4 separate regions of the Mus musculus genome follow, and all the other regions are linked to region 1. A link is a contact called in public HiChIP or PLAC-seq data. All regions are on one chromosome and are shown on one strand. Each heading gives the region's core, a stretch centred on a gene start, on an enhancer-like site or on the middle of the called end of the contact. The rest is flanking DNA. Distances are from core to core; before and after follow the strand shown.

Evidence for each region. HiChIP or PLAC-seq counts read pairs in DNA pulled down with a chosen protein or histone mark.
Region 2: a contact with region 1 is called in an H3K27ac HiChIP or PLAC-seq map of extraembryonic endoderm stem cells, with 4 times the contacts expected there. The contact joins the promoter of Rps6kc1 here to the enhancer-like site in region 1. A contact is called at or near these places in 2 of 39 promoter capture datasets (cranial neural crest and stem cell-derived epiblast-like cells) and 5 of 115 datasets of contacts at active chromatin or transcription factors (the SCID.adh cell line, embryonic limb bud, extraembryonic endoderm stem cells and 2 more).
Region 3: an H3K27ac HiChIP or PLAC-seq map of extraembryonic endoderm stem cells shows a contact between it and region 1, with 6 times the contacts expected there. The contact joins two enhancer-like sites. A contact is called at or near these places in 1 of 115 datasets of contacts at active chromatin or transcription factors (extraembryonic endoderm stem cells) and 1 of 9 other capture datasets (embryonic stem cells).
Region 4: an H3K27ac HiChIP or PLAC-seq map of extraembryonic endoderm stem cells shows a contact between it and region 1, with 6 times the contacts expected there. The contact joins two enhancer-like sites. A contact is called at or near these places in 4 of 484 Hi-C or Micro-C datasets (the AML12 cell line, liver and nephron progenitors), 5 of 115 datasets of contacts at active chromatin or transcription factors (VIP interneurons, embryonic basal ganglia, embryonic hindbrain and 2 more) and 1 of 9 other capture datasets (embryonic stem cells).

Annotation. Positions count from the first base shown.
Region 1 is chr1:190,127,986-190,131,617 of GRCm38.p6, reverse strand. The region is part of intron 4 of Prox1 (prospero homeobox 1); the gene reads left to right. Among named protein-coding and RNA genes, the nearest start is that of Prox1os, 40 kb to the left of the region's middle. Within about 2 kb of position 1,882, at least 39 of the 459 cell types and tissues checked have an H3K27ac peak or open chromatin away from gene starts, as enhancers often do. A contact at or near this core is called in extraembryonic endoderm stem cells, liver and stem cell-derived neural progenitor cells, where this site is marked.
Region 2 is chr1:190,909,903-190,913,534 of GRCm38.p6, reverse strand. It overlaps Rps6kc1 (ribosomal protein S6 kinase polypeptide 1), which reads left to right and starts at 1,765. Exons shown (of 15, transcript NM_178775.4): 1 at 1,765-1,979. The coding sequence starts at 1,875.
Region 3 is chr1:190,852,629-190,856,260 of GRCm38.p6, reverse strand. All of the region lies in intron 6 of Rps6kc1 (ribosomal protein S6 kinase polypeptide 1), which reads left to right. Among named protein-coding and RNA genes, the nearest start is that of Gm51740, 34 kb to the right of the region's middle. Within about 2 kb of position 1,585, at least 12 of the 459 cell types and tissues checked have an H3K27ac peak or open chromatin away from gene starts, as enhancers often do. A contact at or near this core is called in extraembryonic endoderm stem cells, where this site is marked.
Region 4 is chr1:190,796,269-190,799,900 of GRCm38.p6, reverse strand. Rps6kc1 (ribosomal protein S6 kinase polypeptide 1) reads left to right here. Exons shown (of 15, transcript NM_178775.4): 11 at 1-888; 12 at 1,160-1,249. Among named protein-coding and RNA genes, the nearest start is that of Gm51740, 22 kb to the left of the region's middle. Within about 2 kb of position 2,065, at least 18 of the 459 cell types and tissues checked have an H3K27ac peak or open chromatin away from gene starts, as enhancers often do. A contact at or near this core is called in extraembryonic endoderm stem cells and liver, where this site is marked.

The DNA of each region.
Region 1 (3,632 bases), core at 633-3,132:
CCTCCAGTTCCTTCCTGGGGCCTGGGGTCTGTTCCCTCAACCCCCACAGGCCTCCCACATTAACATGACATTGCCTGATAAGTGCAGGCTGGGAGCAGCTACCACCAGCTGAACCCTCTGATCCTCAACTCACTGGAGAGTCTGGCTTTGGGATTTTGGCAAGAAGGCCTATTGCCCATGGGGTCAGCATGAATAAAGATTTCTTTCTTCCTTTCCTTTTTAAAAGTCAAACATCAACTGAAACTCTTCCCAAAGCACCCTCTGCCCCATTCTCTGTCTCTGTCTCTCTCTCTCACACACACACACACACACACACACACACACAAAACCCCCTTCTCTTAACATCTCCTCACCTGAGAAAATCTACTCTGTGTAAAATTTGAACACCAAGTCTATTCTAAACCCGTCTTATCATTTTGAAAGTCTGTTTGTCCAGCTTTGTAGGAGCAGACAGACGGTTTGAAGGCCACATACTTTTCAAACCTTGGTTGCAACACGTTTGCCCCATTTTGAAACTGTCTTTCTCCAGCCTAGGAAAAGGAAAATCTATTTGACAAAGTGGCACTCTGGCCAGTTTATCTTGTAATATGGCTTTAGCTCACTGAGTCTATTGATTTTCTTAAATTAATGTTTACAGAATGCTACTGAATTTTGCTCAACAGAACATTGTTCTTTTGTAGCTTTGTTTTAAAATAAAAGGGGGGTGGGGGGAAGACGAGACTATTATGCCATATGTTCTTTTGCTTAAACCAAGGAAACACAGCCCCCTCCCACTCCATGTGTGCATGTGTATTTTTGCTTTAAAAAAAAATTCCTAAGAGTATTTATTCTTCAGATGTTTAAGTAGCTAAATGTGTAGCTAGGAGATAGGTTCACTCTTGGGACCCCGCATTACTCAAGTATTAAAGTAATTGAATCCTCCAAGGGGCCTGAAAGTTGAATGCCCCCTGCAGCATCAGAGGGAGGGAAGGGGGATTTAGGCCTAATTTTAGTTGTTGTGAAAACCTCCCTTTAGTGTGATTCTGGAGGCTGCCCCCGCCTGCACACAGGTAGAGAGAGCATCCAGGACATCCTAATCACATTTACATGCCAGTTGGCCCTTTCTCTCTCTATCACACCCCAAACACAAACACACAAACACACACACACACACACACATGCACACAACCCTCCCTCTGTCTCACACATACACACACACACAAACTCACACACACATGCACGCACACACACAAAACAGGACGCCTTACTCTTAGATCACGGTGCTCAGGGCTAATACATACTCAGACTGTAAAGATGACTCAAAACTGTCTCTTCCCAAGAAAGAACACACTTCCATTCAGCCCCTGACATTACAGAAGGTGAGACTTTGAGTCCCAGTTATGAAATAAGCAAAATAAAATACAAAGCATCTTTCTCCCATGTGTGGACCCAGCCAATAATGTCACCCAAGCAGACTCAAAACCAGGCTCTGCGCATGCTCATTAACCATGGGAAGACGCTTCCCAGGAGGCAGAACTGTGCTCTGAAGTTTCTGTCCACTCTGAGAAGGGTGAGAGAATCCCACAATTCACCAATAGCATCCAAACCTCCCAGTCTTCTGAAAGGCAGGGGAGTCTGGGCTGTCCACACAGCACAACCGCATGCATGGGTGGCATCGTGTGGCCATATTTCATAGGTCCATGATTTCTTGATTCTGCTCCTGGCTGGAGTTAGGGTGACCAAGAAAGAGGCAAGGAGCAACCATACGGTCTCTGTATCTGTTATGGCTGATAGTCTCTGTGAAGAGTACAGCCCCATCTGAGCTCATCCATCTAAGCCCACTCTTGAGCAGTACAGGTCCCCAGCTTACGCCACTGCAGTCAGGAGACAGGCCTCTCCTTGATCAATATTTACTTAACAAACAGCAGGGATGGGCGAGTTTGTTTAGAGGAGTCATGTGCCCACCAGGGTGAAAGGCTCGGAAAGAACTTCAGCGTTGGTCTCTTTCATGGGACCTTTGTGTCCCAGGCATGCCCGTGTTGGGGAGATAGATGCCCTTCTTCCTCTGAACTCTTCCAAAGACGTTCAGAAGTCGTCTGGGAAATGCTTTGGTGTCTCTGCTTGGTGAACTGTCGTGTTCATACATATGGAGGGTTCACGCTGTGTGTTTAGTTTTGAAGAACATTTTAGAGTCTGATTTTTCTCAGCACATCTCTGTGCAGGTTACACATTATGGAAAGGGCCCAAAGATTAATTAAGAGTAACTGTAACATTTTATATATGGATATATATATATGGAAACATACTTACATGTGTGTGTAAAATATATAAAAATATATAATTATATAAGCCCCCCCCAAAAGGCTTTGCAGATTTTCCGAGATGCCTAGCCAGCCCTGTGCCTCAGATGTATTTAACTCTCCTCTTAAATATGAATTCAGCGGTGCCCCCGAAGTTGAGACCACTTTTCTTTCAACTTGCAATTGTTTGCCAGCTCCAGTCCCTGTGACTCAGAGGCATCTGCGGCTAGTTCGAGGGGTTTTGTTTCAGTCAATGGGGAGGGTCTGGGGATGCTGGGGGTGGGGGAGTTATTTATTTATTTGATTTGGTGAGTCCCGGAGTTGTAAAAAGCTGTCTGAAATATTCATGCAGAGCGGTCTGAGAAGCCGGGTTTCTGTTTTATTTACTGCACAGTAGAACAACCACAGCGGATTAGTTCTACAATACCCGTAACAAAAGCCCAACAGCTGATGCATGTGATGTTAGGAGGTGACAAAACAGTTAAAGTATGCTGCTGGCTATGGGCAAGCCAGTCAGCAGATGCAGACAAAAGGCCTGTGACAGGAATAACTCTCTCCAAGGCGAGCAGTGAAGAGTATCCAAAATACCAGCACCCTTTTCTCCTTGACATTGTCTTCTCGAAGTCAGCATTTTATTGCCCTTTTATAGTATTAAAAAAAAAAAAGTGGGGAAGGAGAAAGAAAGAAAACCCACACACGAACGGATTCACCAGAACGCAAGCAGGGGCTCTCCTTTCTCCCCTCTCAGCCACTCCTGTCAACCTTATACGCGTCTTCCGTTTACATGTTGAAGTTTGGGGTGGGGGCTGGGGATTAGCTTACAAGACAACGTGTCCAAAACATCTTCCTTACAAAGACTGGGACCTGGTGATAGGCTGAAGCGGCCATTGGGCGGTGGTTCTTGGGGTTCTTGGGGCTGCAGGGGCGGGAGGGGGCAATGCTTGGCTTGTTTTCTATCCATTTCAGTAAAGATGATTCCATTGGTGAGCTGAGGCCAGTGGGCCAGTTTTTGAAGGGGATCAAGAATGGAGGACTGTCCACTGGGACCTGAGCAAAGGGCAGGGTTATGGTCCCCCCTCCTCCCCTACAAGAGGCTAGTGAGTGAGCTGACCGATGCTTCAGAGGTGTGAAAAATCAGCTTCCCTGTCTCCAGAAAATAGGAGAGACTGTCTTCTTTTTAACCTTTGTAATTCCCCCCTCTATTCTCTGTGACATTCATTCAGCTGCCAAGAGCGTTTGGCAAGGTTTGGGCCAGCGAGCACACTTCCAGTGACCGCTAACCTTGGTATGTCCTGACACTTATGATGAGTGTCTGCAGGACACAGAAGGCAGGCAGCCTGCTATGTCAGGCTT
Region 2 (3,632 bases), core at 516-3,015, 780 kb before region 1:
ATCAGAGGCCATTCTGGATTATCGGTTTTCTATAGCATGCCATGGTATGTACTGGTCATATTTATATACTTCGTTGCATACTAGTGATGGTATGTAAAGAAAGAGAGGAACAGTCTTTATAACTCCAATGCCTCATTAGTATAAAGTCTGACACATAGCAGGTAGTGAATTCAGGGTTAATGAATAAGTGATAGCTAGTTTTTTGACTGTATAGGCTTGAGCTAGAGAGATAACAGCAGTTAAGAACACCTGGTGCTCTTGCAGGGGACCTACCTGGATTTGGATCCCAGGACCCACATGAACCATCCTGGGGATCTGTGGTGATTTTTTTTTTTTGTGGGTACCAGGTATACATGTGGTCAACATACATGCAGGCAGGCAAAAGACCCATACACATAAGAGAAATAATAAGAAAAGCCTAAAGGCTCAGAAGAGGTTAATAGTCGAAGATCAAACATACAGGGTGGAGACATTATTAGAACAACGTTTTTCTTTCTGCCAAAGAGAGTGGAAATCAGCACATGAGTGGAGCAAGTAGTTTTCAAATGAGCAAGGGTGTCAGGCTGGGATGGAGATGTGAGCAGACAAAGGGTGCTAAAGTCACTCTTTTCCTTTGTAAAAGGATTTTTATTTTTATGTCTATGGGTGTTTTTCTGCTCTTAGGTATGTGTACTACTTGTGTGCTGGAGGAGGCCAGAAGAGGGCATCAGATCCCTCAGAACTGGAGTTACAGGCAGCTAAGAGCTGCCACTGGCATGCTGGGATTTGAACCTCACCCATTCCTCCGGAAGAGCAATCAGAGATCCTAACTAACTACTCAACCACATCTCTAATTCTTCTTACCATCTCTGTTTCTCCCTCTTTGTTTCTTCCCTTCCTTCCTTCCTTAATTGTGTGTTCTAGGGGTTAGAAGGCAGGGAGGAGAGGAAGCAAGAGACACAGAATTAACAACGACAGAACCTTGCAATGAATCTTTTGGGAATGAGAGCTCTGATCAAGAGAAAGTTAAAAAAAAATTGCCAGGTAGGGGATGCCAATCAATAGAAACTGGAGACTCTTTGTAGTGACTTTGAGAGTCTCCTTCTACAACCCCCACAACAGATGCACATTTAAGAGTCTAGGGACTGTTGAAAAAACAACAAACTTCTTTGTTGTTGTTGTTGTTGAGAGTCTTGTTATGTATAGCAGACTGCCCTGGATCCTGTGACTGAGCAAATTTTGTGTTTTGAGACAGGTTCTCCCCATGTAGCCCAGCTTAACTCTGAACTCACTACTTGACCCATGTTGGTCTCAAGCAATCTCCCTGAGAGAGTGGGAGGGATGCACTTCTATTCTACGTAGGGTGAGGGCTTGTCGTGCAGCTGTAGGTATGTCAAAGAGGGTTCATCTACGGGAAAATGGGGACGTGTCTGTCAGAGCGCTGCGATGTTGCTGTGGGCACCGCACAGAGTAAGTAGGGAAGGAAAGGAGATGCTTGGCTCGGGTACCGCTGCGTCCATCACCCAGGACTCTACAGGAGCACAGGGCGGGAGGCCCAACCCTCTCCCCAGCTCGCAAATTCTAGTAGACATCGAAGCTAGTGCACCAGGAGACTTAGTAGGGACGCCTCCGGTATCCATGGCGACTGAGCTAGGCGCTAGTAACCACAGCGGACGATACAGCTCGGAGAGGATCCAGAGCCGCACCTTCTTATCCCGAACGTCGACCGGGATGACCCGGAAGTCTGTGTGGTGATCCGGAAGCAGATCCAAGCGACAGCCCCCCAGGAGCCACCGCCCCCTCTTCGCGGTGCTCGTGCTTAGTGCTGCGTGGAGTCCGGCACAGCTGGGGCTGCCCGATGGTCCCCAGCTGGCGGAAGCACGGGCGGAGGGAGGATGACCTCTCCTTGGGGTCACAGTGCGGACCTGGCCCGCTTCTACACTGTCACCGAGCCCCAGCGACACCCCAGGGGCTACACTGTCTATAAGGTTACCGCACGGGTGAGTTTCTGGATAGGGACACTGGGCGGGGCACGGGCTCCGGGCTGCGGCTGGGTGCGGCGAGTGGTAGGTAGGTTGGTAGGGAGGGATGGAGACTCGGACAGGAGACCCTAGACAGTACACAGGAACTCCAGGCAGAGATGGGACTCTAGGTTCGAGATGTTGAGGACCCCAGGCAGGAGATGGGATCTCAGAATGGAGATGCTGGGGACCCTTGCCAGGAGACAGGACTCCAGGATGGAGATATTGGAGACCTCAGTCAGGAGAGAGGGACCCCAGGATGGAGATGATGGGAACTCTAAGCATGAGAATGGACTCCTGGTAGACTGGAGTGCAGGCTCCATAAGGGATGCTGGGCTCCACCAGCCATTCTGGGGTGGAACACTGGTGGATGTCTTTAAATGGATGACCTAGTCCTCTGTCCTATGTGGACTTTCTCTTGAAATGAAATTTGCAGAATTGGGCTGGTGCATTCCAGAGGGAAAACACACACTTAAAAATGTTAGTGGGTGTGTTGTGGGGCTTATGTAACGGAAGGGACGTTTCCTCTTCTCATTCAGTGGCTGGCTTGCCGTGAGGCAGGTAGAATCTTGGGAAGATTTCGCTGTTAAGACGCTCGTCTTGGATCTTTAGCCTTTGCTTCTGAGTTTTGATGAGTCTTTTCAGGAGACACATGTGTACTTAAGTGAGACTTGAGGGTGGTTGGTGTGGCACAATGGCTCAGCAGGTAAAGATGCTTGCTGTCAAGCCCGAAGAACTGTTTTCATTCCCTGGGACCTACATGGTGGAAGGAGAGAACTGACTCCTGCAAATTGTCCTCTGACCACTGAAGGTGTCGTCCCCCCAAATAAATAAATGGTAATTTTTTTTTACATAAATTCACTGTTCCAAATTTAGTACTGTTTTTCTTAAATTTTGTTGCCTCAGCTTAAGTTTTGAGAACTCGTTTTCCTGGGAAATGAGAACAATAACATGAAATAAGTGCTTATGTGCACTGCTGTGTGTATGCTGGGCATTTTGTACAACTTCATGATGAGGAAGCAGATTCAAGGAAGTTTAAAAGTTTGCTAAAGTTTCTGTTGCAGAGCAGTAGCAGCTTTGAGCTTCGGGACCAGTTCTGCTTAACCCACGATGAGGAAACTCAGTTGCTAGTGTTAAGTCTTGAAGAAGAGGGGTATTGACGGAGGGGCAATAATAATGTTAATAGTGCAGTGAATATTCAAAAAGCACTCAGGAATCTGCCCTGAGGAAGCTGAGAGAAGAGATTGGGGTAAACTGAGCTTGGGGCATGCAAGGGGCTGGCAGCATTTGGAGATGATGCAGAGTCAGACAGATGGGAGTGTGTCGCTGGGTTGAGCAAGTTTCTCAAGACAGCAAGAAGACCAAGTTCTTAAGAGTAGGGAGAAGTTTGCCTAGGTCAGTGTTGTGTACGTGGGGTGTGAGTAGCAGTTTTTTCAAAGAAATGTAAGGAAGTGAGGAGATTCTTGCTAGGCAATCTTGAGACCTCTTTGGTCATTTGCGATCTTTGGTTTCCTGATACACAACTTCTCGAACCAGAACTATTTAACAGACAAGGCGCCTGTCACACCCGCAAACTGAGACGGCGTTGCATCAGTCTGTGCCTGCTAGACAGAGAGCAGGTTCTCTCTAGCA
Region 3 (3,632 bases), core at 336-2,835, 720 kb before region 1:
GTGTGGGGGGGGGGGAGGTGAGGCTCATGTGTGCACAGGCCAGAGGCTGATGTCCTTACTCTCTCTCCATCTGATTAATAGAAGCAGGGTCTTGCTCTGAACCTGGAGTTGTTGAATTGACTTGTTTAGCTGGCCAGCTTGCCTCAGGGATCCTCTGGCTTGACTCTGGAGTGCTGGAATTATAGTGATCTACTACAGCCACATGATTTAATTTTCTGTGGGATTTTCACTCAGGTCTCCCAGTTTGCACAGCAAGTGGTCTATCTCCTGAGCCTTATCTCAGGCCTTCTGAGTGCGCTACCAAAGGACTCACTGATTTTCAGGTGCATTCGATTACTGTGGCCACAGGCTATGCCCGTGCCTTCTGCCTCCCTCCCAGGCTTACCTGAAGTCAGGCCCCACCATCTGCTCAGCTTCAGCCACGGGGATTTTTCTGTCTCCTTAGAAACACTGAGCCCTTGCTGCCGCGCTTGGATATGTCCCCATCTTCCTGGTTGACTCTGGTCAGCGGAGGAAGCCTTCCCTCAGTTCTGCTCAGACCAGAAGCCCTTTTCCAACCTCTTGCCACTGCACACCTCTGCTTGTTTCCATGGTGGATGGACTCCTGTGCTGTCAGTCACCAAGGCGTCTGTCTTGTCTGCAGGCCCTCAAACCTGAGTGGTCTGTTGTGCATCATTTTGTCCTAATGGAGCATGTGGAACAGAAGGTATTCTCTGGAAATGTTTGCATTTTCCCCATAGAAGTAGGTGCTTGGTGCAAGAAGGAGATGGTTCACGGAGAACAGTGCTTCTTGAAGAGGGAGAAAATGAGTTGAATCTTGACGATTGTGGCTAGCAGCCAACAGGCAAAAGTGTACAGAGTCCAGCCATTGAAATGTATCAGTTATGCGTGTTGTTAGATGAATATCTTGTTACGTAGATGTCCGAGGGAGCCTGTGATCTTCTGGCTTTCACACAGTGCCCTGTCCCCTTTTCTTCCTTGTCTTGTGTACCTGCTCTAGCAGCCCTGGAACTGGACTCTGTTTTCTTTATTTGGACTCCATCCGTAAGTCCCTCTCGCTATAAGACAAGTGTTGGCAACTGGGCAGCTGTCAATTGCTTGATGTAATATTTCTGATCTTTATGGAAACAGGATGTTACTAGATTCCTGTGGTCCAGCGGCCACTCATATTCTGGAGAAACAATGTCACAGTAATAGTTCATTGAAGAACATAGTAGCTCATCATCAGAGGTTTCTATCAAGTAGTTACGTCTGGACCCCAGCGTGGGACTCTCCATGTCTCTAGCAGTCTTGTGTGTGACGTTCTGATCACTCAGGCCTGGAGCTGGGCTCTGCTCATGCTTTGGCTGTTCCCCTTTGTGTTTTTATTTCTTTTTAAAGTGTACGCATATTTGCTTTTTGTGTGTTCTTATACACACACACACACACACACACACACACACAGACACACAAACACACACAGATACACACACATGGTACACTTGTGTGCCATGATATAAATATGCAGATCAGAGGGCAACTGGCTCCTCCTGTGGGCCCCAGGGACAACTCAGGTCGTCAAGTTTGACAGCAAGCTAAAGATAACACATTGAGTCATCCCGCTAGCCCTTCCCTTGATTTTTAGACAGGGTGTGGTGTAGCTTAGGCTGGCCTGGAACTGGTGGTGAATTCACTATCTTCTTGTTGGAGGGTAGGGCTGAGATTATAGGGGTGAGCTACCACATCCAGCTGTTTTTATTGTCCTTTTGTTTCTAATGGGGAGAAGGCGCTGGGGAAGACTATATAGCATTGTGATTATTTTGTAATTTTAGGAGGTCACATGCCTTGGGTCATCAGGACTGTCTGTCCGCAGTAGGTTTACTATTGGGGAGCAGGATTAGTTACGGTGACAGCAGTGAGGGTACCACGATCTCTGCGGGCCAGCCCGGTGTGTGCTGGGTGTGTCTGAGGGGCTGCGGTGCCAGAACAGTCTCTAAGCTGTTGACCATGACCATGGGGAGGTTTTGCTGTCTGTTTTCTATGATCTACAGTGCTGGAGTTCCTAGAGGGTCACAGGCAGAGGAAGAAAGTCAAGATACAGTTTGCCAGCGTGGGCTCCTTGAATTTTTCACTATTTTCATGTCAGCTTTTATGCTGAGAGTTTCACATTTTAATGACAAAAATGTTTACTGGAAATTATAGCTTGGAAAAAGAGCAGTGCTTTCGTGCTTCAGCAAAAAGCTAGGTAAAGCACTGCTGGTAAAGTCGCTGTGGAGTTTGATATTCAGACTGTATGAGCAGTAAACAGCATCTGAAATCACCACTTGCACATTGCAACAAACACATCATCATCTGCTTAAAAAAGAGTTATAATTACAGTTGACGAAGCATGGACACCATAAAAAATGCATTAGTGTGGCTTGACACATTAATTACCTGTTTTTGCAGATGTTTTTATGTATTGTTGTGTGAACAGTTTACAAAATAATTACAGGAAAGTCATATGGAAAATAAACTAAGTGGGCGGCTCCTCATCTAAATATTTTCATTCCTGTGCGTGTGCGCGCGGCACAGCTGCTGTGCTGCACAAGGCGGGGACAGAGAGCCCCCCAGGCTGAGGAGACGACCTCTGTCAGCAGCTCGAGCACATTTTATGTCTTCAGCAATACAGTTTACAAACGGTCACTTCAAAGGATTGGGTTAATCCTGTGATTACTGAAGAAATTATTGATTCAGATAGGAAGAAGTGTAAATATCCAGGAATAATGTAAGTCAAATTAAATAAAAAATAAACCCGAAACCTCAAGTGGAAACCGACTGTCTAGCTGTTTGGAAACTACTGCTTTAGCACTGACAGGCTCGAAGGCTCTCTGAGAAAATTTTAACATTTTTTTGGGGGGCGGTGGGTTGGTTTTTCGAGACAGGGTTTTTCTGTGTAGTCCTGGCTGTCCTGGATTGCACGCTGTAGACCAGGCTGGCCTCGAACTCAGAAATCCGCCTGCCTCTGCCTCCCAAGTGCTGGGATTAAAGGCGTGCGCCACCACTGCCCGGCAAGTTTTAAAATTCTTCTGTGCCGCCTCGCATTAAGAGCTGTGATCTGTAACTCGCAGATTGTTGTGGGTTCAGGACCAAGCGTTGCTCTGCGTAAACTGCTCAGTTCAGTTTCCGGTTGGTTCTCGTTTGAGTGTGACCCTGCCTTTCCTCAACAGCTGTCATACTGCTGTGGGTGGCCACAGAAGTGAGTGTCATTGAAGAATTGCCGGACACAGGGCATGCCTCCTGTGCTCTTACAAACCATTAAAACAGGCATCTCTCACACCTGTGCCTGGCGGTAGGAGAAGTCGTTGGTGGCGCTCGTCCTGCTTACTGTGGTTTACAGTTACTTAGAATGCCTGCATTTCTTGTTGATACTGTTTTGACAATTTCAAGCAAAATTATTCAAAATGTCATTTCCTCTTTTAGTGTGACCATGTTGTTTAGTTCTGCTAGGGTCCTTTTGTGTACATTTCAATGACAGAGACTGTGGTCCCCAACAGCACATCTTATGCATTTGTTTGTAGCTTTTTAGGAGAGAGGCACCCAGGCATAGGGAGGGGCAGGAGAGTCACCCCTAGCTGTCAAGATATAGTCCCCTTATCCCCGCTCCAGTTTGA
Region 4 (3,632 bases), core at 816-3,315, 670 kb before region 1:
CTTCTCAGAGTCTTGATCCTGGTGAGAGCAAGAGAGAGAGTGAAGCTCAGGACTCCGTGAGCCGGGGCTCAGATGATTCCGTCCCAGTTATCTCATTTAAAGAGGCGGCTGCAGAGGCTATCAGTGGGGCTGAGGAGGGAAGGCCTGACCTTCTTGTGAATTTACCTGGGGAACTGCAGCCAACCAAAGAGGCTTCAGCAATGGACCCTAAGTTTTCACAGGCCAGTGCAGGCAGGCTGGATAGTAAACTGCTGGAAGCCCCGGATGTGTTGTGCCTCAGGCTGAGTTCTGAACAGTGCCATGGTCTGGGACCAGAAGGCCCAGAGGAACTGAGCGATCCCACTGAATTCTGTCCCGGAGGTGTGATCCCAGAGCACGATGCTCAGGCAGATCCCGGGGTGCTATTCGAGGCTGCCGTTGATCACAGGAGCTCCCCAGACCAGTTTCTGTTTTCCAGCTTGCGTTCCGAGTCTGACAGGCTGGGGCAGGTGGAGGTAGTGGTCACTGCACAGGCCTTGCAAGAAAGCCTGTTCCACATTTCTAGTCCCTGCTCAGGTGCTAATAAAGAACACAGTGCATACGCCGACACTGCCACGTCGGAGGAGGTGTTGCTGTTCACAGAACCGACTAAAGAAGAAGCGAACTCTCTGTTCCAGAGAGACTCGGAGGCCCAGGAGCGAGGTGTGGGAGCCGGGGAAGCAGACAAGGAAATCCATCAGATCTTTGAGGACCTGGATAAACGACTAGCAGCTAGCTCCAGGTTCTTCATCCCAGAGGGCTGCATTCAGAGATGGGCAGCGGAAATGGTGGTAGCCCTTGACGCCTTGCACAGAGAGGGGATTGTGTGCCGAGATCTGAACCCAAACAACATCTTATTGAATGATGGAGGTCAGGAACTTTCACAAATGCATTTCTTTTTATTCGCTGTTGCTTCCAATTAACTGAGTAGGCGTTTTATCTTGTAATTAGTATCTTCATTTCCTGTCTAGAGCTTCATTATCAGTGCGGCAAATTCACCCCCAGTAATAGCTTCTAGTACTTAATGATGCCATTATTCTTAATGATACTGTTTTTAGCTACAAAAGGAGTAATTACAGTTCGCTTCTGCAGAAAATGGAAGAGAAAAATGTTTTGATTTCTCCTGTCGTTTTGTTTTTAGGACACATTCAGCTAACGTATTTTAGCAGGTGGAGTGAGGTTGAAGATTCCTGCGACAGCGATGCCGTAGCGAGAATGTACTGTGCCCCAGGTTAGAGCACTCTCCTCAAATGCTTCACTTGAAAGGTGGCTCTTGCTTCTCTCTGCCAGTTGTGCCTTTCACTAGTGGCTCACACACTCGTCGGGTCTGCTCACCCCTTCAGCCCTAACGAAGAAAAGTAGGGGATTGAACTGTATGGAATCTAAGATGGTGTGTATGGGTGTGCTCTTGGTAAAAGCATTTATATATCTCTGGAAACTCATTGTGTTCTTTGAAGTGTCTTAAGGAAGGCCTTGTGTCCCCTGAGCCTCTCCACATGGGTGGACTTGAAATTTTATTAAGATATGGGTCTGCTTTTTGTTTTTAACATCACAGATGTATGTCTGTGGCCGTCCAGGCCTCTGTTGGCATCCATAGTTAAGCATATCCGTTGAGTTTGTGTTGCCCTCTTGTCAGTGCAGATGGGGTGCTGTTTACCCCACAGCTTGCCCAGTTTTTCTGAGCACTAAGTCTCAGAAAGGCGCAGAGTTCACTCATCCCTCGCCCACTGGCTGCCAGGGGTCTCAGGCCGAGGGAGTGGGTGGGCTCCACTGGGTCACTGGGTGCCCACATGGGCTTTCGTTGGTGCTGGCTCACTGCTGTGCTGCTCACCTTGCTTAGCTCGGCTCCACAGGAAACGATGATAATTAGGAATAAAAGGCTTTATTGTTTTTAGGGAACCTTACCTTGGTGAGAGTTGCTGGGCTGAGGAAAGGCAGGTTTTCAACCCAATGCAAATTCCCCAACTTTCCCCCAAACAAGCACTTGTGAACCGATGCTGTTATGTAGTTAATGAATAACGGAAACGTTGTAGTGAGACTGTTTGCTCTTGTGTTCACTGGTGCCACTTTCTAACGTGGTTAAGAACTCACATGTTAGGTTCCAGCTAGCATGGCTATATTTGCTAATTACAGTGAATTTGGAGGTTTTAGAGTCCACCTTAGACCTGGGAGGAGAGCCTGTGAGTAAAGTGTGTTCTGTCCTGAAGTGGGGCCCAGTGTGCCACGGAGATTAGAGCTGAGTGTCGTGCGTGCATGCTTCTCTCCGAAGCAGTGGCTGTGGGGCTGTTTGCCATCTGAGCACTCACAGGCCGGTTCTCCTTTAGCATATGAGCCTTTTGACATGATGGAATAAAACTATCCCACACAAACCCTCAGTTTCACTCACTGAGTTTATCAGTTTCCAAGTGTACTGTTCCAGGTTAACAATTAATTCCAAGTAACAGTTTTCCATGTTCACCAGTTTCCAAGTCCAGGCTCCAGGAATGCCATTCCTCACATTTGACCAGCAGGTGGCAGTATACCATTAATGGATTCTTCGATTTCTGCAGTCCCCTTCCAGGTTGTCCTTCATAGTGTTTGGGGGAAAAAAAATCCAGCCAAACTGTAGTCTAAAGAGAGGCTTTGTTGTGATTGTTTGTATGAAAGAATTGCACCTTCCAGCTGCTTAACTGCTCTGTGCATGAGCCACGGGGGTTGTTCCTCCAACCCTTGGGCAGATCAACTTTAGCGACAAGGAGAAACCCAGAAAAGTAGATGCCTCCTTCTTGTTAACAGGACCTCAAACCTATAGAGGCAGAGCCTGCACCTCGGAATCCTAGAGGGGTTGGAGCCTCAAGCTGCAGCACATCCCTAAAAACCAAAAGGCTCTCCTGTGAGTAGGTAGTCTCCCTTGTCAGTGGCCGAGAGCAGTGGCAATGGGCCAGCATTCCAGTGCACAGTGACCACAGCAGAAGGTAAAGAGAGTCCCTGGCAGCAATTTCTCTCTCCCACATTCGGCCCTCCCCCTAACTCTGACCTGAGTCCCGCTGAGATAGTCACTAAAGCCAAAGCTCTGCTGCCTGGTTAGAAAGGAAAGTCCAGAGGGTGCTGAGGGGAGCTCTGCCCTCTGTTTATCCAGTGTGGCCTGCCCCTGCCCTCCTCCCTCCCGGGATCCTTATCAGCTGTTTGTTCAAAAACCATCACCCACCTGCCTGTACTTTATACTATCACCGCATCCTTTTATCTTGTGGATGATGTGCCTTGATATTTTGAGAAAAATTTCCAGTAACAGATTCGATTTACATGGACAGAAACTTGAGCAAACGCCAGACTAGCAGGGGGGCTATTATTCTGTTCTATAAATAAGTTTAGACCAGAAAACACTCACAGAAACCTGGGAATCAACATGTTTGGGTCTAATTGAGGGGAAAAGCAAGATAGATAAATTTTGAAATGCAAATGATCACCTTCTGTTGTTTAAGAATTGCTTCTGCCAACTTTGTGATCTTGGATTTAAAGCCACAGACCTCCAGCCATGTCTACGAAGGCTCACAAGTTCCTGCAAAAAAAACTAAGAACTTGAAAAAAAAAATCGCCTTTTATGTTAAAGCAAAGAGATCCAGCGATACAAAGAC